2 separate regions of the Pan troglodytes genome follow, and region 2 is linked to region 1. The links are chromatin contacts, called in public HiChIP or PLAC-seq maps. All regions are on one chromosome and are shown on one strand. Each heading gives the region's core, a stretch centred on a gene start, on an enhancer-like site or on the middle of the called end of the contact. The rest is flanking DNA. Distances are from core to core; before and after follow the strand shown. Region 1 holds the start of PDGFRL (platelet derived growth factor receptor like). Region 2 holds the start of PCM1 (pericentriolar material 1).

Region 1 (2,700 bases), core at 173-2,672:
CAAAAGGTGGTAGACGAAAACAAGCCGAGAACTGCGAGGGGAGGGGGAGGTCACCTGGAACTCTGCAACCGAATCAGCGATTGCCGAGCTTAGGTGGCACTCGCTCTCAGCAGCAGAGGTCCCAGCCACGCCGCTGGGAGGTGGAAGCGATCCGAGGCTCCCGCGCCACCTCCCAGACCGACACGTTGACATTGGGGGCTGGACCAGGCGCTGGCTGGGGATGCTTGGTTCGCCCGGAGATGGGGACTTGGAGAGGTCCTGGTGGGCTCCTAAGGGTCGGGGTAGCTGCCACCACCCCTAGAGGGCTCTCCGGGCAGGCAAGGAGTGGGAGGAAAGGAGACCCCACCAGGAGGGGGCAGGTGCACCGGGCAGGCAGTGGCGCGGGGGCTGAGCCACCGAGGGCCGAACGTTAGAGCAAGAGCTGGCAGGAGGGCGGCGGGGGCTTCGGGTCCCGGCTAAAGTCAGGGCACAAGCTAGGTGGCCCCGCGCCCAGAGTCACTCACCATCCTCCAGCGCTTCGTGCAGCAGCAGAAGACCAAGCAGCAGCCAGACCTTCATCTCGGAAACCTCGGACCTCGGAGCGCAGGAGCGCGGCGGCTGCGCGGGGCGGGGACGCAGGGGAGGCGGCGGGCGAGGGGCGGGCTCCTGGGACGCCGAAGCGGGAGGATTCGGTTTCTTGAGGAGGAACAAGGTTTGAGGGAAAAAGTTGGGGAATTTTTTTTTTTAGTTCTCTGTGTAATGTGACTTCTCCTGCCCCCTGGCGGAGCCGCGGTGCGCAGCACTTCTTCCCAGCGCGGGTAGGAAAGGCTAAGCGTGAAATGTACATTACAACAGCCATTCCTTGAATTTCTCCAACGCTTGGCGTTTTCACCAAGGTTGTCAAGTTCAAGAAGGATCAGCGGGTGCTGATGGGGTCACTTTTAACCACGATTGTCCAAATGTTACCAGCGCCCGCCCCACCTCCTCAGGCAGAACCTGAGTGCTCTGTAAAAAGTGCTCCCTAAATATTTCTGTTCATTCCATTTCTCTCCCCCACATGCACTCACTCACAGGACCGTTGCCCTGGGTTCTTGCTGCTCCTCTGTGTCTGGCCAGAGTTGGTCTCCGCACCCAGCCCTGTAACTGCTGGTGGGGGTGGGAGGACGGGTTCATTACAGGAATAACGTGGAAAATGAGACTGTGCAGACAACCCGGGCCTGTGGAGGTGAGGCAGGAGAACAGGGAATTAGGGTAAGCACGGGCTAGGGTATGAGCAGGAGAACAGCAGGTGCAGCCAGTTCGCAGAAGCAAAAGATCAGCAGGTGCAGACAGTTCTAGGCATGATTAGGCGGCACACAGGCCACATCCTCGCTCCTCTGATAACAAGGCAGAAGTTTCCACTTCAGCCTCTGACTGGTCGCAGGCCAGTCGTTCGTAGGGTGTAACCAGTTGGAGGCCTCTAAAGGGAACCCAAGGGTGTTGCCAAGTTCTTTTCGCTTTATAAAATCCCTGGGGAGCGTCAGGCTCTTGTGGCTTGCTGCAGCGCCCTCTGTGAATTGTCTTCTATAAATCTACGTTTTCCTTCCTCCCTTCTGTTGGTTTGTTTTTCCTTGCTTCTTTCTTTCGTTACTCTGTGCATTTCGTTCAATTTTTTGTTCAACAGGCTGAGAATCTGAACAACTCTATCAGGTAACAGTGGGGCAGAAGATACGGGCTTTCACAAGTCCCTCTGCAGAGAGCCATCCTGCGTTTCTGAGCTTGCAGACTCTCATGATCAAAGCAGTTTGCTAGCGGGGGAGATGCCTGTGTGTGTTCCCCCGGTGAGAAGCAGCCCATCTCATTGTGATCTTCAGCACCAGGCACTGCTATTAAAGGGAGCTCAATTCTAAATAACCGGAAAGGGACTTGTCCTTCAACACTCAACGAAAGAAGTGCTGCCATTTATAACAAACTAATGCTTCTCAGTCACTTCTGCAGGAGGAACCAAGAATTCTATATTCTGTTGCCAGCTCTAGCCCGAGCTTTGCCACTCACTTGCCTTGCGATGCAGACAGCAGTTGCCTGGGAATAAAGACGAGAGTTCAGATGCTGACACTGGCACAAACTCTCCATGCCTCTCAGAATTCACTTAACCTTCTGGGTTTTAGCATCTCTTGTTTATTAAGAAAGGGAACTAGGTGATTATTTCAACAGGAGTTTGCTATGTGATTAACATTATGGCTATGAAGGTTGAGACATCATCTCTCATGGCTACTTTTAAGGAGTGGACAAGCATTTAGACCACTGCAATGTGGTGTGTCAGGTTCTGGGGAGAATTCTGAGCAAAGGACTTGGAGGATGCACACAGGAGAGAGTAAATCTGCCTAAGTTGCCCCACCGTGAGATTTCTTTTCATTCTGACCCCATGAATTGACTGCTTAACTCTCACTCCATGTTGGAGCCTGGGGTTGGGTCTAGATTCCTCCTCTCGGTCGCAGTATCCCCTCCATGGTGACTATGCATGTGCTAGGTCCACCTCTCTTATGCCATTATTGTCAAGCTTCACTGCCCTGGCTCAGCTACATTTAGCTTAGAGTTGTCCCTCTTTATCTTGCCGCTTAGAGGCTCTTTTTGGGAGGCTGAGGCGAGAGAGTCATTTGAGCCTGGGAAGCGAGGTTGCAGTGAGCTGAGATGGCACCACTGCACTCCAGCCTGGGCGACAGAGAGAGACTGTCTCAAAAT
Region 2 (2,700 bases), core at 47-2,546, 350 kb before region 1:
CACAGAATACAGACCTCAACTCGCTCAAAAAAAACCAAAACAAAACAAAAAAATTAAACCAGGCGAGTTCCTGGGGAGTAGGCTGAGGGATGCAAAGTTGGCGCGCCCAGCCTCCCTGGCGGGGCCTAATCCCCAAACGCCAGTTTCTGCAAACCAAACAACGTTTCCCCCAGTCCCACTTGGCATTTAGTCTTTCCCGGTTCTAGGCCCAATTCTAACTAGATATGCAGGAAGGGAGAAAGAAGGGGCAATAATTACTCCATTAACATTCCCAGGAACGCCTCCCCCGGCCCGTCGGCTCCCACAGCACCAGAGACGGCGGAAATCCTGCAGCTCACAGCCCAACTGCAACTCTTCAGAGTCGCGTCGCTCCTCATCCGCCCTTCTACACCCCAAACTCTGGACACCGAGAGTTCCACAGAGGGAACGCGGGGAAGAACTATGGCCACCAAGGCCTGTTTCTCTGAGAACTCGACCCAGTGCCCCTGGCACCCAAACCAGAGCCCCCGCTCCGCTTCCTCCGCCCGCAAGGGGTATTCCCGGAGCCACCGGGACGCAGAACAGCCTCCCCGACAGGGCCAGCAGGAGGGGCGAGGAGGCAAGAAGAGAGTCCTGCAATCACCAACGCGTCCCGAGGTGCTCACCCGGGGATCCCGGCGGTCAGTCCTGAGGAAGCGGGCGGACTGACCGCCTAGGGCACGGGAAGCCCGGGGCAGGAAGACCCGGGAACCTACCGAGGAGGCGTGGGCCCGTGGCCAGACCCAACAGGGCCAAGTGTCCCGGAGCCGTTACTCTCCCGCCCCTGGGGCGCGCCGCCCTCGGTTGCCAAGGGCTGGGGACGCGCAGGCATTACCTCTACAAGAAGCAGCCTCTCCTGTCAAAGGCAGAGCGACAGTCAGCCCCCACGACCCGCCGCCGGCAGCGGTCGGCCCTCGGAGACCGCAGCAGAGAGGCCCACACGTTTCCTGGCTGCCTCGGCCCCAGTGGCCGCCTTTTCGACCTCCGCTACGCAGCGCCAACCGCCGCAGCCACCGCCATCTTAGGATCTCATTGTGGTGGGAGAAGAGGGGCGGGGGTACTGCAGAGGGGGCAACGCGCGGCGGGACATGCGCCGTCTCCTCGGCAACGGCCGCGCGGGGGCGAGAACTCGCCCGGGCGGGAGCCGCAGTGCGAGCTAGACTGGAGTCATGTGACCCGCCGGAGTCTGTGGTGTCGCTTCTGGCTCTTTAAGCCGAAAACAGATTACACCAACGAATCCGCCCCCACCCGCCCAGGAACTATGTATCCCAGAATGCCAACTAGACCCCGCGTTCTAAACGCCTGCCGGCCACAGGTGGAGGACTACAAATCCCAGCATGCTGTGCGCTTCCGGCGCTGATCGCGGAGCGTGGGGTCCTAGGCCTATGCGGAAGTGCATTGATCCCTCAGCCCGTGGAGAAAGAGCGGAGGCGCTGTGCGGTTTTCCGTGGGGGTGTCAGCTCCGGCCCGTGCCGGAAGAAGGAGCGAAGACCGGGATCGCTTTTTTGCCCCTTCCTCACCCCACATCCGGTCACGAAGAGGTGGAAACAAAAGGACACTTACAATGTAGTCCAACCTCCTGATTTTACATATGAGGGGATTGTTCCACGGAAGTTAAACAATTTGCCAAACGTCATTATGTATCTACTGAGTGAGAGAATCATAAATATTGTTGATAGTTAACGCCACTTTTGGTTAATGTCTCTTTTCCTTAAAAGAGCCAGATGATTTTAATCCAAACTTAATTTCAGTAAATTTTCTCTGAATTATCTTTTTATTTATACTCTCCTGTTGCAGCTCTATTAAGATTAATAAATTGGCAGGTCCTCCCTTTAAAAAACAAAAATCAATAAAGTCACAAGGCCTTCAATGTGCCTGACTGGAAAGGTAAAACACCTGTCAGTTTTAGTTGAGTGCAAGGGCATTCTTCTAGTTTTACGCAGTTTATAATTATGGAATAACTTTTTAAGCAAAATAAAGGTAAAAAGAAGAATTGCATTCTGGGTTTCAACAACAAAAGCAAATTGTTCCCAAAATAGTAGGTCTGCATCTGAGTACGCAATTCACATAAAGCTCTTCTATCCCACTGCAATTTGCCACCGTAGGTTCAGTCTTGAGTGCATTGATCCTTGGTCAGACACTTTTTCCTCATATTCTGTGTGTGTATCGCTAACGACTGAGGTAGCAAAAATATAGTCCCTGCCCTTGAAGAGCTCATATTTTAGTGAAGGATGCGGAAGTGGAGTGTGATGTAAATAAAGTTTGTGTTGTAAGAAAAAGTGCTGTGGGAGCTCAGAACACAGCAGCTAAACGCTCAGGTGTTTATTGTAGTCCAGAATGCCCTATCCTAATTCCACCACACCAAGATCCTGGACAAGCGACGTTCCTTTCTGAGCCTTAATTGCCCCATCTATGAAATGAGGGGGAAGGAATAATACTGCCTACCTTGAAAGGATTTTTTAAAAATGTTCTCAGAGTTTGTTTTATGCCAGGCACACTGTAAAGCACTTCGGCTGTTGTGATTTTCTTGATCCTCACAGTTACCCTGAAGAGGCTGGTTCTGAATCTGACCCGTTTTGGCAATGAAAGATTATATAAATCAAACTTCTAGCAGCTGCAAGTGGTAGAGCCTAAATTTAAACCGAGGTCTACGTGATTCCTTTAAGATTTTTTTTAATTAAA

Evidence for each region. HiChIP or PLAC-seq counts read pairs in DNA pulled down with a chosen protein or histone mark.
Region 2: an H3K4me3 HiChIP or PLAC-seq map of stem cell-derived excitatory neurons shows a contact between it and region 1, with 3 times the contacts expected there. The contact joins the promoter of PCM1 here to the promoter of PDGFRL in region 1. A contact is called at or near these places in 3 of 7 Hi-C or Micro-C datasets (blood, induced pluripotent stem cells and stem cell-derived neural progenitor cells) and 1 of 1 datasets of contacts at active chromatin or transcription factors (stem cell-derived excitatory neurons).

What each region holds. Positions count from the first base shown.
Region 1 is chr7:25,876,411-25,879,110 of NHGRI_mPanTro3-v2.0_pri, reverse strand. It overlaps PDGFRL (platelet derived growth factor receptor like), which reads right to left and starts at 1,422. Exons shown (of 7, transcript XM_016959143.4): 1 at 1,051-1,422; 2 at 504-675. The coding sequence starts at 1,152.
Region 2 is chr7:26,223,781-26,226,480 of NHGRI_mPanTro3-v2.0_pri, reverse strand. PCM1 (pericentriolar material 1) reads right to left here and starts at 1,296. Exons shown (of 38, transcript XM_063816237.1): 1 at 854-1,296. It overlaps FGL1 (fibrinogen like 1), which reads left to right and starts at 608. Exons shown (of 11, transcript XM_054657249.2): 1 at 608-1,905.